Linked DNA regions of Bos taurus: region 2 is linked to region 1. A link is a contact called in public Hi-C data. All regions are on one chromosome and are shown on one strand. The core of a region is the stretch at or near the end of the contact, and the rest is flanking DNA. Distances in the headings are between cores, read along the strand shown. Region 1 has its middle 190 kb from the start of TRIB1. Region 2 holds the start of NSMCE2 (NSE2 (MMS21) homolog, SMC5-SMC6 complex SUMO ligase).

Region 1 (7,374 bases), core at 3,531-6,030:
CCCATCTCTTGGGATTTTTATGGAGGTTTCAGGAAGTCAGAACAATTGATTAAATCATTGGCCTTAGGCAACTGGACTCAATCACCAGACTTTCTCCCCTCCGCAGAGGTTAGAGGGTAGGGCTGAAATTTCCCACCCTGTAATCACTTGGCTGGTCTCCCTGGCAACCAGCCCCCATTCTTAGGTGAACTTGGGGCTTTCCAAAAGTTACCTCACTTAAATAACAAAAGACACCTTGATCACTCTCTTCACCTCGGAAATTCCAAGAGTTTTAGGAATTCTATGTAAGGAACCAGGATGAAGAGCAAATATGTATATTTCTTCTTAATAATCACAGTCACACTTGTTCCATTTAAATTTTTGCACTTGGCAGATGGATTAAATATTTTCCACGGGGGATAGGTAGAATACGGGGCTGAGGATCTTACAGTCCGAGTGCCTGCAGGCTCAGGCAGGAACCCCCCACCCACCCGGCCTTCCCCATCCAGCTCCTCACTTCCAGGCCCAGCCTAGGCCCTGTCCGCCAGGCTGCCTCAGCCCTTTCTAACTTGTTTTCTGAGAAATGTGCTGAGAACTGGAAAGGCCCCTTCAGGCTTTCACGGGGTTGGAGTGGATGTGATTTCCCTGGGAACCAGGACGGAGGCCTCCGGGCGTTCCCGGACCGTGAAATCCCTGCCTCCCACGGCACGGCCGGGCTGGACGGAGTCCTCGGGTGCTCCCGAGCCTCCGAGCCTCCCTGCGGGTCCCCGGGGACCTTGTTGGCCAGCGGAGCGAGAGGAAGCACTGAGGCTGAAGCAGCCAGGCGACTGGCGGGCATCCCACATAAACACGCTCCATCACTGTCAATTATTTACGCGCCGTATGGAGGCCGGACGGGCTTCTGGACCCGCGCGTTAATGAGAAGCCGGAGGATCCTGGCTTGGCCCAGATTCCGGAGGCGGGGCGGGCCGAAGGGCTAGTGGAGAGCAGCGTGTCCCTGACTGGAAACCTGCAAAAAGTCTCCGTCTTCTGCAGGAACAGATTGAACCCCATAGCTACGCACTCCCCACACCCCAGCTTCCTTCACGGTTCTTACCCGCAGACCTCTGGGCACGTGCTCCGTGCTCCCCCTCGCCCCGGCCCTCGAGTCCCCTGTCTTTCTCAGCATCAGCACCCTTTAAGGCAGGGCTCAGACATCACTTCCTCTGTGTGGCCTCCCCTCTCACCCGCTGGAGGGTGAACTTGCTCCTTCCCCGTGCCCACTCCCTATCCCCCAGCTCTGAGCACCCTATTTAGCAGTGTGTCCTATGCTCTGAACGGAGCCACCAGCTGCATCCTTTCCTGAGAAGTCTTGTTTCTTCAAGCAGAACTAGAGACAATGATGGTCTCTCTCTAAAGCTCTGTGGGGACGATTGGATACACAGGCAACTTTACACAGAGCTTCATACCCAAGAATCACCCCACAGATGAGAATTCTTTATTATTATTATCAATATAGGACTATTCCTCGGTGTTGTAATCACTTCCATCATAAGCTTCAGTCTTACTAGACTCTACTCTGCTGGAGTACAGTGGCTGCAGTCTTACTCATCTCTGTTAAAAAGCAAAATTCAATGAGTAAATGTGAAGATCTAATTGGCCTTACTCAACGACTCATGAATCAGGCCACATACCATGGAGTAAATGGGCTTCCCTGGTGGCTCAGAGGTAAAGAATCCGCCTGTAATGCAGGAGACTCAGGTTTGATCCCTGGGTCAGAAGATACCCTGGAGAAAGAAATGGCTACCCACTGGACTGGTATTCTTGCCAGGAGAATTCCATGATAGAGGAGCCTGGCAGGCTACAGTCCTTGGGGTCGCAAAGAGTCAGACACAACTGAGTGACTCACACACACACACACACACACACACACACACATCAAATAGATAGACAGGTACTTGGAGGGGCTGGACCAAATGGAAGGTGTTTATGGGCAGGACGGGCAAAGGAAAACATCATTTTAGCAAAGGAAAATGTTGCAAAGGAAAACATCATTTCAGGCCAGAAATTTCTTCTTTTGGGGAAAGGACCAGCAGGCATCTTTGTCATGCGAATTGCCTGTCAAAGGAAGGGGGTGGGGAGGGACACACCCCCATGACAGATTACCTCAATGGTGCCAACCGGAAAATTCCAGACTGGGTGATTAAGACCACATTTTGGGGGAAGGTTGAAATTGCAGGTAAGTCAGGTTTTAAATCCAGTTTTGATATCATGGGATTTAGCACAAGTGATACCATTTTGGCCCCCTGGTTCTCTTACTTAGTAGGTGTTCAATCAAGAGTAAATTTTCAGTGGGAGCACACATGTAAATATCCAGCATCTACTAAGTGCTTACTATCTTCCAGGCTGTGTTCTATGCACTTTACATGAAAGAACTCATTTAAAACAACAGTCCTGTATGATTGCTGTTTATCAGTATTCTTTTAACACACGAGGAAACACGACATGGACGGGAGAAGTAACTTGTGCAAGGTGAGTGTTTACCAGAGCTGAGATTCAAACCTGGACAGATTCAAACCTTATTGTTCCACCAGCTCTTATAGTACAACATATACAGCCCAGATCGGGTGCTCATGGGTAAGTTCCTGCACGTGGTAGGTGTTCAGTGAATGTTGAATAAGGGTTTGGGGCCTTTGTATGTTTTGATTGCCCAGACTACAGCAGGCAAGTCACACAGATCAGCTCTCCAAAAGGGGTGGGGTGGGGGGCGGAGCTTTCTATTTTTAGACTTATCTGGAGAGTCTCTAGTACTGTGTGTCTTTTCCTGAGATGGCCTGTTCTAGACTCAGCACTTGACCTTCCAGAGGGGAGGAGCAGCCAGCGTCTCCCAGATAGGTTCTGTCTGTCTGCCATGTTCCCTGCAGACTGCACACTTCTTTCCTTCTAGAATGTTCCTTCCTCTCCCTCTCCAGCACCTTCCCCACTGGCACCATGATCCATCTGGAAAGCCCTTCCTGACTCTTCTCTGGGAAATCTTCCCCAACTGCCATTGCAGTCCTGAGCTCTCCTACACTGAACACGTGATTTGTAAACACACACCTGTGCATGTTCACGACACAGTGGTGAGTGGCAAGGCCTTTCATGTTGGACTCCTGGCTTTCAGTCTGGCTCTGCCATCCTGTACAAGTCTCCCCAGCTGGGCCTTACTTTCCCCACCTGTGAAATGGTGCTAATCATAGTACCCATTTCATAGGGTTTGGTGAGCATTAAGAAAGAGTATGTACAGAGCACTTAGCCGTGGGATATGAACATAGCGAATGTTGCATATGTGTTCCTGTTCTTTTATTCTTCTAAAATAAGCCCTTCCTTGCATATCTTTGCATCTCCAGTGCCCAGCACACTACAGGTACTCAGTAAATGAAAATGCAACTTAATTTCAACAATGTGAGCATGTATTGAGAACCCACCAGGTATCAAGGGGTAAATACGTGTTGGGGGAGGTGCAGCTAAAGGTCAGGATGCCTACGTATAGAGACATCCAATGAGCGACTGGATGAGGGACTTCCCTGGCAATCCAGTGGTTAAGACTTGGCCTTCCAATGCAGGGGTTGTTGATTTGATTCCTGGTCAGGGAGCTAAGATTCTACAGGTCTGGAGGCCAAAAAACCAAAATGTGAAATGGAAACAATATTGTAACAAATTTAATACCGACTTTAAAAATGGTCCACATTAAAAAAAAAAAAAAAGCTTAGAGAAAAAGAGAGGGCTTCCCAGGTGATGCTAGTGGTAAAGAACCTACCTGCAATGCAGGAGACATAATAGGCATGAGTTCAATCCCTAGGTTGGGAAGATCCCCTGAAGCAGGAAGTGGCAACCCACTCCAGTATTCTTGCCTGAAAAATCCCCTGGACAGAAGAGCTTGGCAGGGTATGGTTCATGGGGTTGCAAAGAGTCAGACATGACTGAATCAACTTAGCGTGCAGAGAAAAAGGGCCAGGATGATGCCAAGGTGGTACATTCGTCGGCTCATCTATTCATTAAGGCATTTATTGTGCCAGGCTCCAGGGAGGCAAAGATGAATAAAATTCACTCCTAGTCCTTAAAGAGACATGACTGGATATATATAACTTACAACATAGGCAGATACCTTCGTAGAGGCGTGAACAAGGTGGGCTCTGGGCTCAGGAGACACAGCCACTGGACTCAGGATCAGTCTGTAAAGTATGGGGCAGGGGAGTTGGGTAAGACTGGCTGTCTTTGCATAGGGTGGCCCTTTTGCCTGGGCCATCTCTCCTTCTCATCTTTCCAGCCTCAGATGACATGTCTTGTCCTCAGTGAATCCCCTTGGAAAGCCCACCTCCTCATCACTCTGGCACTGCACAGTTCATTTCTTCTCAACACTAGCCGTAGTCCTTAGTGAGTGAAAAGCAGGGAAGGAAAGGCAAATGAATTTCTTGAATATCTACTATGGGCCAGGCACTGGGCTCTTCAACTGCTGAACACTACTTAACAAATTTTCCCACTGTTTCCAGGGCTGTCCGTATTGACACTTCAAAAGGGCAAATGCCTTTGCTCAAGGTCACTGGCCAGGAAGTAGTGGAACTGGACTCGGAATTTCAGGGCCAGCTGCCTCCCCACACCCAGAGAGATTTCATGGCACCAGGAGAGGCCAAGTAGGCGAGAAAGGAAACGGAATGATTCGTTTACTGCCCCGGGGCATTTTCAGCAACAAGTAAGTGATTTCTTTGGTTCCCAGTCTGCTATTCAAGCAGAGACTTGGCAGCTGGGAACCAGGCTGCAGAAAAACAGGTTTTCTTCTTAACTCAGCAGCACCACCTGCAGGATGTGAAGGAAAGCTGCAAAAAAGGATCAGGAGAGAGCAGAGAGGGGATATGGAGAAGGGACCTGAGACATCGACTAATGACCTTTGATCTTAAAAAAGGAGTATATTGAGACCAAGAAAGGGACTTAAGGTCACAGTGTTAGTGGTGTCAAATTTGAAGCTGTATCTCTCCAGACTCCTGGTTCAGTGCCCTCTTCCCTTCCACCCTCCCTTCTTCCCTCTCCCTACTCACTCCCCTCCACCCTTGATTCTCATTCTCTCACTAGGTCTCTCCTTTCTCTCTCATTCAATAAGCATTAACTAAGCACTCAACAGAGGCTTCCCAGATGGCCAGGTGGTAAAGAATCCACCAATGCAGGAGACTCAAGAGACTTGGGTTCGATCCCTGGGTAGGGAAGATCCCCTCGGGGTAGGAAATAGTAACCCATAACCCATCCAGTATTCTTGCCTGGAAAATTCCATGGACGGAGGAACCTGGTGGGCCACAGTCCATGGGGCTGCAAAGAGTCAGACACGACTGAGCGCGCACACACACACACACACAAGCACTCAGTATGCCCTGGGCATATTCATTCTTGTGGGATATAAATATTGATAACTAAAATGTGCCTTTTAGGATTAACATTTAAATGTTGCTTAATTGCCATTAACAATCTACTTCATCATTACACCCAAGACATACTGTACATTACTGTGTATCAGACACTAGGCTAAGGCGTGATCTTAGTAGATCTTCACAGATGAGGAGACTAAGGCTTAGAGACCTTTGGATTAGTAGTTGTGGAGCAAGGATTCAAAACCAAATCCTTCTGATCTCAGAGCCAGAGATCTTAATCACTCTGTATATTTACTCTTTAAAGTATCCAAGGTTATTTGAAGAAGAATCCATACTTTAATTAGGATGCTACTGCTATTTAAAATAACTACTTATTTCCTGTCTAAGTGGGGGTGCTGACTCTCCTCTCAAATTCATTGCTTCTGAAATCCCTTCAAGTTCACATCGAGATTCTCTGTACCAGGCACTGTGTTAGGTGCTAGAGTCACAGAGATGACTGTAGTTCAGCCAGAAGCTTGTGGCCTTGTAGGTGTCAGTCTTAACACTGCCATCGGCAAGATGTTCTAATAGAAGCGTGGCACAACTCCGGGGGGTGCCATTCGCACCGCAGCTGACGGAAATGGCATCTCCTGAATTGGCCAGTGTTCTACTTGTGGGACTGTATTTGGTGTCCTTGACCCAGTGGGATGGGAACAAGAAAGAGGGGCAGGGGGTGAGGGATGGGGACCAATCACTTCCACCCCGCAGGGTAGGGAAGCTTCACGGCCGAGGCCACTGGAGTGTGAATGCAGCAAAGCTCTATAGACTTGGATTTCCTGTTCTCTGCAGCTGGGAGGCAGGGTCAAGTTTTGAGGAAATACGTCTCTGCGTTTTGACCTGCAAAGCAGAAAGTGTATTTCGGTTTCCATTTCTGCATTAGCACCAAAGTTGCATTTTAAGTTCCTGGGGAATTTGCCCTCATTCTCGTTTTTGGGTGGATGGGTATTTTCTTTCTTTTGGGTGGTTGGTTATTGAAATTGGAGCTCACGAATTGTAGGAGCCACGTCCAAAACCAGAAGATCTAGTGTGGGCAACCTTGCAGCAGTTAAAGAATCCTCTGCCCAAATCGCAGGAGAATGAACCCACTGCAGCCCCGGAGAATGGGGCCTTCATCTCACAGATAACAGGCCCCCATCTCTCAGCATCTCCCCTCACTTTCCTCACCATCTAAGAGCACTTTGTGCTTATGCACGCAAATTTTACTGTTTCACTTGTAGTAGAAAAACAAAAGACTTTTTTTTTTCATTTTCCTAATATAAAGTGATTTCATAATAGCGCCTATTCTTTGAAGTTGCTATTTCAGACCCCTCTAGGGAGGGCATGCTGGCAATCACAGGACTGAGCTGGGCTGGTTACTGGAAGGGTGCTGAGGGTACAAAGGTATTAAACAAACAAAAAAAGAACCTGCTCTCAGCCTTCCAGGTGCTCTTTACTCCATTGCTGGCCCTGCAGCCCCAGGAATGGCCACTGTGGGAAGGAATAGCAGTAGGGGTGGTGGGGGTCCCCACGCCCATCACACCTTGGATGACAGAGCAAGCACATGGGGGAGACTCTCTTCTCTTCTGCCCTGGGACAAAGATGCTCATCAGCCTGTTGTGCGTGTGTGTTTAGTCGCTCAGTAGTGTCTGACTCTCTGGGACCCCCTGGACTTCAGCCTGCCAGGCTCCTCTGTCTGTGGGATTCTCCAGGCAAGAATACTGGAGCGGGTTGCCATTTCCTACTCCAGGGGATCTTCCTAACCCAGGGATCAAACCCACATCTCTCGAGTCTCCTGCATTGTCAGGTGGGTTCTTTACCACTGAGCCACCTGGGAAGCCCTCCTTTCTTCTCGTGTTGTGGGCTCAATAGCCAGACTGGGACCACTGTCAGTCAGCCAAGATAACCTTGTTTCAGGGGAAAGTGAGTTCTCAGGTTCAAATAGCCATCTTAGAAATCAACTATTGGAATACCTCCTGTTGTGAAGCTCAAGTGCCTCTGC
Region 2 (7,374 bases), core at 3,407-5,906, 490 kb before region 1:
AGTCATCAGATGAAACCAGGTCTGTTGATACATTGGCCACTCCATTAAAGGACCTGCAACAACAACAAAAAAAGTATGAACAATCTCCAGTGCTTTGAAGGAAGGATGTGAAACATATACACAATATTTTTCTTCCAAATTCACTGAAAAAGACTATAATACATAATGACTTCTGATATGGAGGGAGAGCATTTATTTCCCACTCTGCATGTTTTCCTTGTGGAGGGACTTTGCTACATTATTACTCTTGGTCTCTTTCTCAACACTTTATTCATTTCTCTCCATGAGAAAAGACATGATGCGGCTGATCCCAGAGCTTGGGAGAAGGTGTCATAGGGCATGTGTGGATCCAAGGGAAAAGGTAACTATATCCTAAAATTTACTAGAATTAGGTGAGGGAACAATCTTTAAAAATGCTTTTTTTCATACGTCAAGTTTGGGAGGTCCTGCTATTGAGACTAACACATGTCTGAGAATTGTGATAGGGTGATTCTAAAGGAAGGACAACTATTTCACACTAAGCAGTGGAGAGGTTCTGATTAGCAATGTATCTTGAAATGATATCATCAAGAAAAACTTATCAAAGTTAAGTTTTATGCCCAACAAAATTGAGAGTGAAACTGCAGTAACTTTGTACTCAATGGACAAACCAAGAATGAGTGCAAAGTAGACCAAGTGCCGTGGAAGGAAAGAATCTAAATTCTTATTGATGTTACTGATTCCTTGATTCAACTGTGGCATTACCTCACCTTGTAATCCTTGTTAAATGGACCACTTTTATGGTTTATCTACTGTTAACTGGGTTTTGCATTATTTGTAGATGAAAGCATTCTTAATAATATAGATTCACTTGTTCAACAAATATTTATCCGGTGCCTTCTATGTGCGAAACACTGTTTTAGGACCTGCGACTATTGTAGTGAACATAACTGAGTTCCTGCTCTCATGAAGCCTACATACTACTGGGAGTGGGAAAGAGATAAATAAGTAAATCATGTATCAGGCTGTGACAACGTGTAAAGAAAAGCATGGTAAAGGGATGGAGTGTGTGTGATGTTACACAGTTTGTAAAAGTGTCTTTGATAAGACGGTATTTGAGCAGAGATCAGAAGCAAGTGAGGGAGCAAGCTGTAAGGGTATCTGAGGTCTCTAAGATGGTCCTCCCTGTTCATGCTCTGTGTAGGCCTCTTTCTCTGAGTGTGATTTTCCTGATTTCCTTCTAAAGAAAAGAATATGGAGGATGTGAAAACGCCATTTCTGAGATCAGACTGCAAAAAAGACTGTGACTTCTGGCTTGAGAACCCTTTCCAGCTTATGTGTCCTGGGAAAAGCAAGTTGTCAGGGTGTAAGAGAGCCCTGTGGAGGGAGCCCATAGGATGATGGAGAAGTCTGTCACTCACCACTTGAGTAGGCTGGGAAATGGATCCCCCCAACCCCCACCCTCCGCCCCGGATCTGTTTGTGTTCACAGTTTGACTGCAACGTCCCAAGAGCCCCTGAGCCAAAGGCACCAGCTAAGTCACACAGCTGACTCCTGACCACAAACATTAATTAGACAATAAATGCTTACTTTTTTTTTTTTTTTTTTTTTACCTCTGTAATGGCTTATATGGGAAAAGAATAGAAAAAAGAGTGGATATATGTATTTGTATAACAGATTCACTTTGCTGTACACCTGAAACTAATACAACATTGTAAATCAATTATACACCAATACAAATTTAAAAAAAAAGAAAAAAAATGTTTATACTGTTTTAAAGCCACTAGGTTTGAAGGTAATTTTAGATGATGATCTAGGAGAAGGGCATTCCAGGAAGGAGTTATAAGGAAGTTCAAGTAAGGCCCCGGGGTAGGAATGTGCAAGGAAGAACACGTAGTTGATGTGGCTGGTGGGGAGTGAGCTGGGGGAGGTGGAGCTGGGGCCCATAGCAGGGATTACAGAGGAGCCACTACAGTTATCCAGAACTCTTTCGTGCGAGGGTTGTCTATAATATACTTTAAGGCATAAATTATTAACAAGTCCCTTCAGTTTTCTCTGTGAAGCTTGCTTGTTGAGTCACACTGATCCCTAGTAGGCTGAATTTCAGATAATTTCATTCCACTTCTCCTACTGAAATGGTCTGGCTTGGAAAATGAGACAAGGAGAAAATAAAGGAAAATGGGAACAAAAGTCACTTGAAGTCCTCTGAAGAACACCAAACTAACCCAGGTTTCAGCAGGATGAAATTCTAGACTCAATTCAGAAGTGGGGAGCCTAGGATGAACAGGTCTAACTGCTACCATTTGGATACCAAGACAGGACAGTGTGGCCAAGAGAAAACAGCTTAAAGCAAAGCAACATGACCTGCCTTCTTTCCCAAGAAACAGACACACTGGGCACATGCATGCATGTGGTCAAGGAGGCTTAGGCCTGGGATAATGACATAAGTCAAAACTCTGGTGTGCCTGTGTCTTATTTAAATCCTTTTTACCCAATGAGTTACACTGTAGGCAACTTCAAGGCAACTTCAAATTTGACTAAAGTTTTTGTGGGCCTCCCTGGTGGCTCAGTGGTAAGGAACCCATCTGCCAAGATAGGAGGCATGGGTTCAATCCCTGAGTTGGAAAGATCCGCTGGAGAAGGAAATGGCAACCCGCTTCAGTATTCTTGCCTGGAAAATTCCATGGACAGAGGAACCTGGTGGGCTACAGTCCATGGGGCCTCAAAGAGTCAGATTTGACTTTGTGACTCAACGACAACAGTCTTTGGTAAATAGCCCCATTGTTGGCTGAAAAACTGGTCCTAAAGAATAGAATTTAAGAAGCATCATTAAATACGCCTAATCATGTTGCAGTGATCTCAGAGGTAGGTGGCTTTACAGATGTTAAGACTTAGTTGAGACTTAAAAAAAAAAAATCACTCTAGAATGAGGTATGAATAAGCATGGTAGAAGAAATTATAATATATTAAATCTTCCTTTTAGAGGTTCTCCTGGTGCTAGGAATGAAGACAATTCATAATGACCACTCATCTCAGTGTAGGTTGTCTTATTATTTGCCATGAAATGAAACCAGAAATTCCACTCAATTTCCTGTTTCTTTTTACAAGGCACCCAGAAAAGTGGCTGTAACTTAATTTTAAAGAACTGATATGGAACTGTGATTTTTAGTTTGGAAAGTAATTCTAGACAAAAGACAACATGCTTTCAAGAATGAAGCATGGCAGCATTATACCAACTGCCCAAGGAGTCCAGAACTGAATTATGAAAATTAAAGTTCCCTGGGAAGAATCATTCTTTATCCTACACAGAGGACAAAAGAAGACTGATCTAGTTTAATCCTTTCATAAAAACCTCAGTTACATAAAGAACGGAGCACTAGTCCCCACCCATCCATTACCAGGAATAAACTGTAGCGGTTGCTGATCGAGATAAAAACCACAGGCGCATCTCTTACAGGAAAGTTCTAAAATGAGCCTAATCACTTTAGTTTGATTCATGGATCCTGAAACAGAATAAAAAAAATCGGAAGGTGTTCCTTGTAGCGGACAAAGGCAGTGAAGAATCTCCCTCCTTCCGGCAACCATCAAGGTTGGAGGAAGTTCCACGCACTTGCAATCTATCCGGAGACCCAGTTCCCTTCCAGGCTCTGTGTTTTCTGTTTTTCTAACTGTACCCACTCCGGTATTCTTGGGCTTCCCTTTGTGGGTCAGTTGGTAAAGAATCCGCCTGCAATGCGAGAGACCTGGGCTCGATCCCTGGGTTGAGAAGACCCCCCCGGAGAAAGGAAAGGCTACCCACTCCAGTATTCTGGCCTGGAGAATTCCATGGACTGTATAGTCCATGGGGTCGCAAAGAGTCGGACACGAATGAGCGACTTTCACTTCACTACTTTACTACCACAGACAAATCAGGACCCTCAGAATTTTTTTTTTTTTTTTAATGCAAAGGACTTTGGCGTGTCACAGGTGAGGCAACCAAGGTGCAGAGAGCAGCAATGACTTGTCCAAACTCAGTCCATGGCAAAACGAGAATTCAAACTGAAGTCCGTCAGACTGTAAAAGCTTCCACCAACCACTCAGGTTTCTCGAGGGTAAATGGAGGAATCACGACGTCCACAAAGCCTTACTCCCGGAAACCTGGAAGGATCAGATGCGGACCAAGGAGCTGAACATCATCGCTTCTAAAGCGCCAAAGCAGGGTGTAAAACTGTTTCCACCTGAGTGGAGATGCGGAGTCTGAACTGCAGCCGCGGTTCCAGGAAAACCCCCAGTCCTCTAACGCCAGGCTCCCCCTTCCAGACCCCACCCCACGCCGCAAAATCTCCCCAGCCCCGCGCCTGGGCCAGCGCGGCCCAGCCCCGGGCGGGGGAGGGGACGGGGGACATGAAGGAGGCGGCGCGCGCACACTGCCCCGACTCACCTGTCACCCGGGCCGCGCCAGGGCGCACGCGCAGGGCCCGCGGTCGTGCGCGGAGTCTGCACGCCGGCCCCCACCCTCCGTCTCCGTAAGGGTCCTTCCACTTTTACCCCCAGCCCTTCCCTTATCCTGAGCCGGCCAGACCCCGGCTTCCGCCACTGGTCCCTCGGCTGTCACATGACAGAGGGGCGGGGAGCGGCGGCGGGGCGTCATGTGACCGCTCGCCGGCGACTACTGATGACGTCCGAGCCCGCGCTCGCCGTTTCAGCGACAGAGGAAGGGAGTGAAGGAAGGAGTTGGGGTCCGGGCGCGGGGAATCCGGGCGCAGCCAGACAAGAGCTACATCCGGCAGCCAGGTAAGGCAGGAGCGAGGGATAGCGATGGGAGGGTGACGAGGGGTGTCGCCTGCTTCTCGGGCGCTCGGCGGGTGCCCGGAGCTGCTATCTGTGGACCTGGGTTATGGTCGTGGTTCTTTTCACGGTCACAGCGGGGAGGCTGGGGCCGTTGACCTCACTCTCCAAGACGCCATCTCTCCATCCTTTGGCTCTAAATATGTGGATCATGAATTATGTTTTATTGAAATATTGTTCACTTACAGTGTGTTAGTTTCAGGTGTACAGCAAAGTGATTCGGACATATATGTGTATATGTATATATTTCAGGTTCTTTTCCATTATAGATTATTAAGATATTGAATATAGTTCCCAGTGCTTTACAGTAGGACTCTATAGTTTATCTGTTTATATACAGTAGTGTGAGGTCCCGAATTCTTGATCTAAATAAATCTGGTTTGAGCTGGCTTTCAAAGCAGGGCCTTGGGCACATATTTGAAATAAACTCTCAGGGCGTCAGTTTCCTTTTCTCTTCTCTCCTGTAAATGGTTGTGAGGATTAACTATAATGAGAGCAAAGCTTAGGGATGCCAGTTCATGGCATGCTATAGGGGACATAGAAATGGTTTCTGTTATTGATGTAACTCTTCCAAATTTTTATTGGTTGCCTATTTTGTGTGAGGGGCTGTTTTATGTAGTGTGGAATATGTCAGAATTCTAGTTTAAGTTGCTGACAAGGTGAAAGAGTGGCAGACATGTGAGCAAGTGGACCTGGGTTCGATCCCTGGGTTGGGAAGATCCCTTGGAGAAGGAAATGGCAACCCACTGCAGTACTATTGCCTGGAAAATCCCGTGGACAGAGGAGCCTGGTAGGCTATAGTGCATGGGGTTGCAAAGAGTCGGAGGGGACTGAGTGACTTCACTTTCACTTTCACTTTAAAGTAGAATATGTGTGTGTGGTTGGGGGAGGGGGATAGTAGTAGCATGAAGAAGAAAACAAGCAATTGTTTGTATGGATAAGAGAACGCTTCATAAAGATGTAACCTTGCATATTGAAAAAGAAGGTACAGCTCTGGTGGCTGAATTTGTATAGGGCCCTATGGATTTAAAGGTGGTCAGCACAGTATCTAGGTTATTTGTGTGCTTACCACTTGCTGTACCCAAAGATGAGAGGGGTATTTTTATTTTTACATTAGCTGATTATTGGCCACCCCATCTACAGAGAATCTTAAAGACCTGCTGTGGTCTGAATGTTTATATCCTCTCCTACCCCACTCCCAGATCATATGTTGAATTCCCAAAGCCAAGAAATGGCAATTAGGCGCTAGAGCCTTTGGGAAGTGCTTAGATCGTGAGGATGGAGCCCTCCAAGTAGGCTTGATACCTTTATAAAAGAGGCTCTGGAGAGGTCTCTTACCCCTTCTACCATGTAAAGACACAGAACTAGAAGGCCTTGGCCATGAACCACAGGAAGAGGGCCTTCAGCAGAATGCGACTGTACTGGTGCCTTGACCTTGGACTTCATAACCTCCAGAACTGTAGAAATGTTTCTGTTGTTTATATGTTACTGTGTCTGTGGTATTTTGTTGCAGCAGCACCAACTGATGAAGACAAGGCCTGTAGGGAAAGCAACAGAATATGCTAGGGGAAAAACTCAGGAAGTGGGTAATCGTGTTTTAAGCTTTCTTTGAGACCATAGGTATAGAGAACAAAATAATTACTGTTCCCCCGGGAAGGCTTCAAGAAGTGGTCAGTTTGAACCAAGGTTTCTCAACTACTGCACTGACATTTGGGACCAAATAATTCTTTGTTGTGGCAGGCTGCCCTGTGACTTACGTACTTAGCTGTACTTACATGCTAAGTCACTTGAGTCGTGTCCAACTCTGCGACCCTATGAACTATTGCCTGCCAGGCTCCTCTGTCAGAGATAGGGAAAAGCCATTTCTCTTGCTTTTGGATCTGAATCGTTCCTCTTGGTATTTCCGAATTACAGAAAGATGTTTCCCTCACCTGTCTGCAAGTGTAAAGTTTCATTGGAGTAATGTGAATTTTGCATTCATATAAAAAGGATGGCTTTCCGTTTGTCCAGGATTATATTAATCCTTATATGAAGGTGAAGAAGTGAAAGTGAAAGTCGCTCAGTCGTGTCCAACTCTTTGCAACCCCATGGACTATACAGCCCATGGAATTCTCTAGGCCAGAATATTGGAGTGGGTAGCTTTTCCCTTCTTCAGGGGATCTTCCCAACCCAGCAATCAAACCTGGGGCTCCTGGATTACAGGCGGATTCTTTACCAGCTGAACCACGGGGAAGCCCAAGAATACTGGAGTGGGTAGCCTATCCCTTCTCCAGCGGATCTTCCAGGCCCAGGAATCGAACTGGGGCCTCCTGCATTGCGGATTCTTCACCAGCTGAGCTATCAGGAAAGCCCTTAATCCTTACATACATTGTGTCTTACTTCAGGCTCCTGTTAAAAATTATCATAAACTGGTGGTTTAAGCAACAGAAATTTATTTCTCACAGTTTTGAAGACTAAAAGTTGTTGGTGTGGTTGAGTACTGGTGGGCTCTCCTCCTTGTTTGCAGATGGCCACCTTCCTGTATCTTTACATGAAGGACAGAGAGAGTGAGCCCTGTGTCTCTTCCTC

What was found. A called contact is a pair of places that touch in the nucleus more often than the background predicts.
Region 2: a contact with region 1 is called in a Hi-C map of liver, with 2.5 times the contacts expected there. A contact is called at or near these places in 3 of 11 Hi-C or Micro-C datasets (liver, skeletal muscle and skin fibroblasts).

Annotation. Positions count from the first base shown.
Region 1 is chr14:14,596,582-14,603,955 of ARS-UCD2.0, reverse strand. No RefSeq gene overlaps it. Among named protein-coding and RNA genes, the nearest start is that of TRIB1, 190 kb to the left of the region's middle.
Region 2 is chr14:15,085,133-15,092,506 of ARS-UCD2.0, reverse strand. NSMCE2 (NSE2 (MMS21) homolog, SMC5-SMC6 complex SUMO ligase) reads left to right here and starts at 4,656. Exons shown (of 8, transcript NM_001075797.3): 1 at 4,656-4,752. WASHC5 (WASH complex subunit 5) reads right to left here and starts at 4,575. Exons shown (of 29, transcript XM_002692622.6): 1 at 4,400-4,575; 2 at 1-53.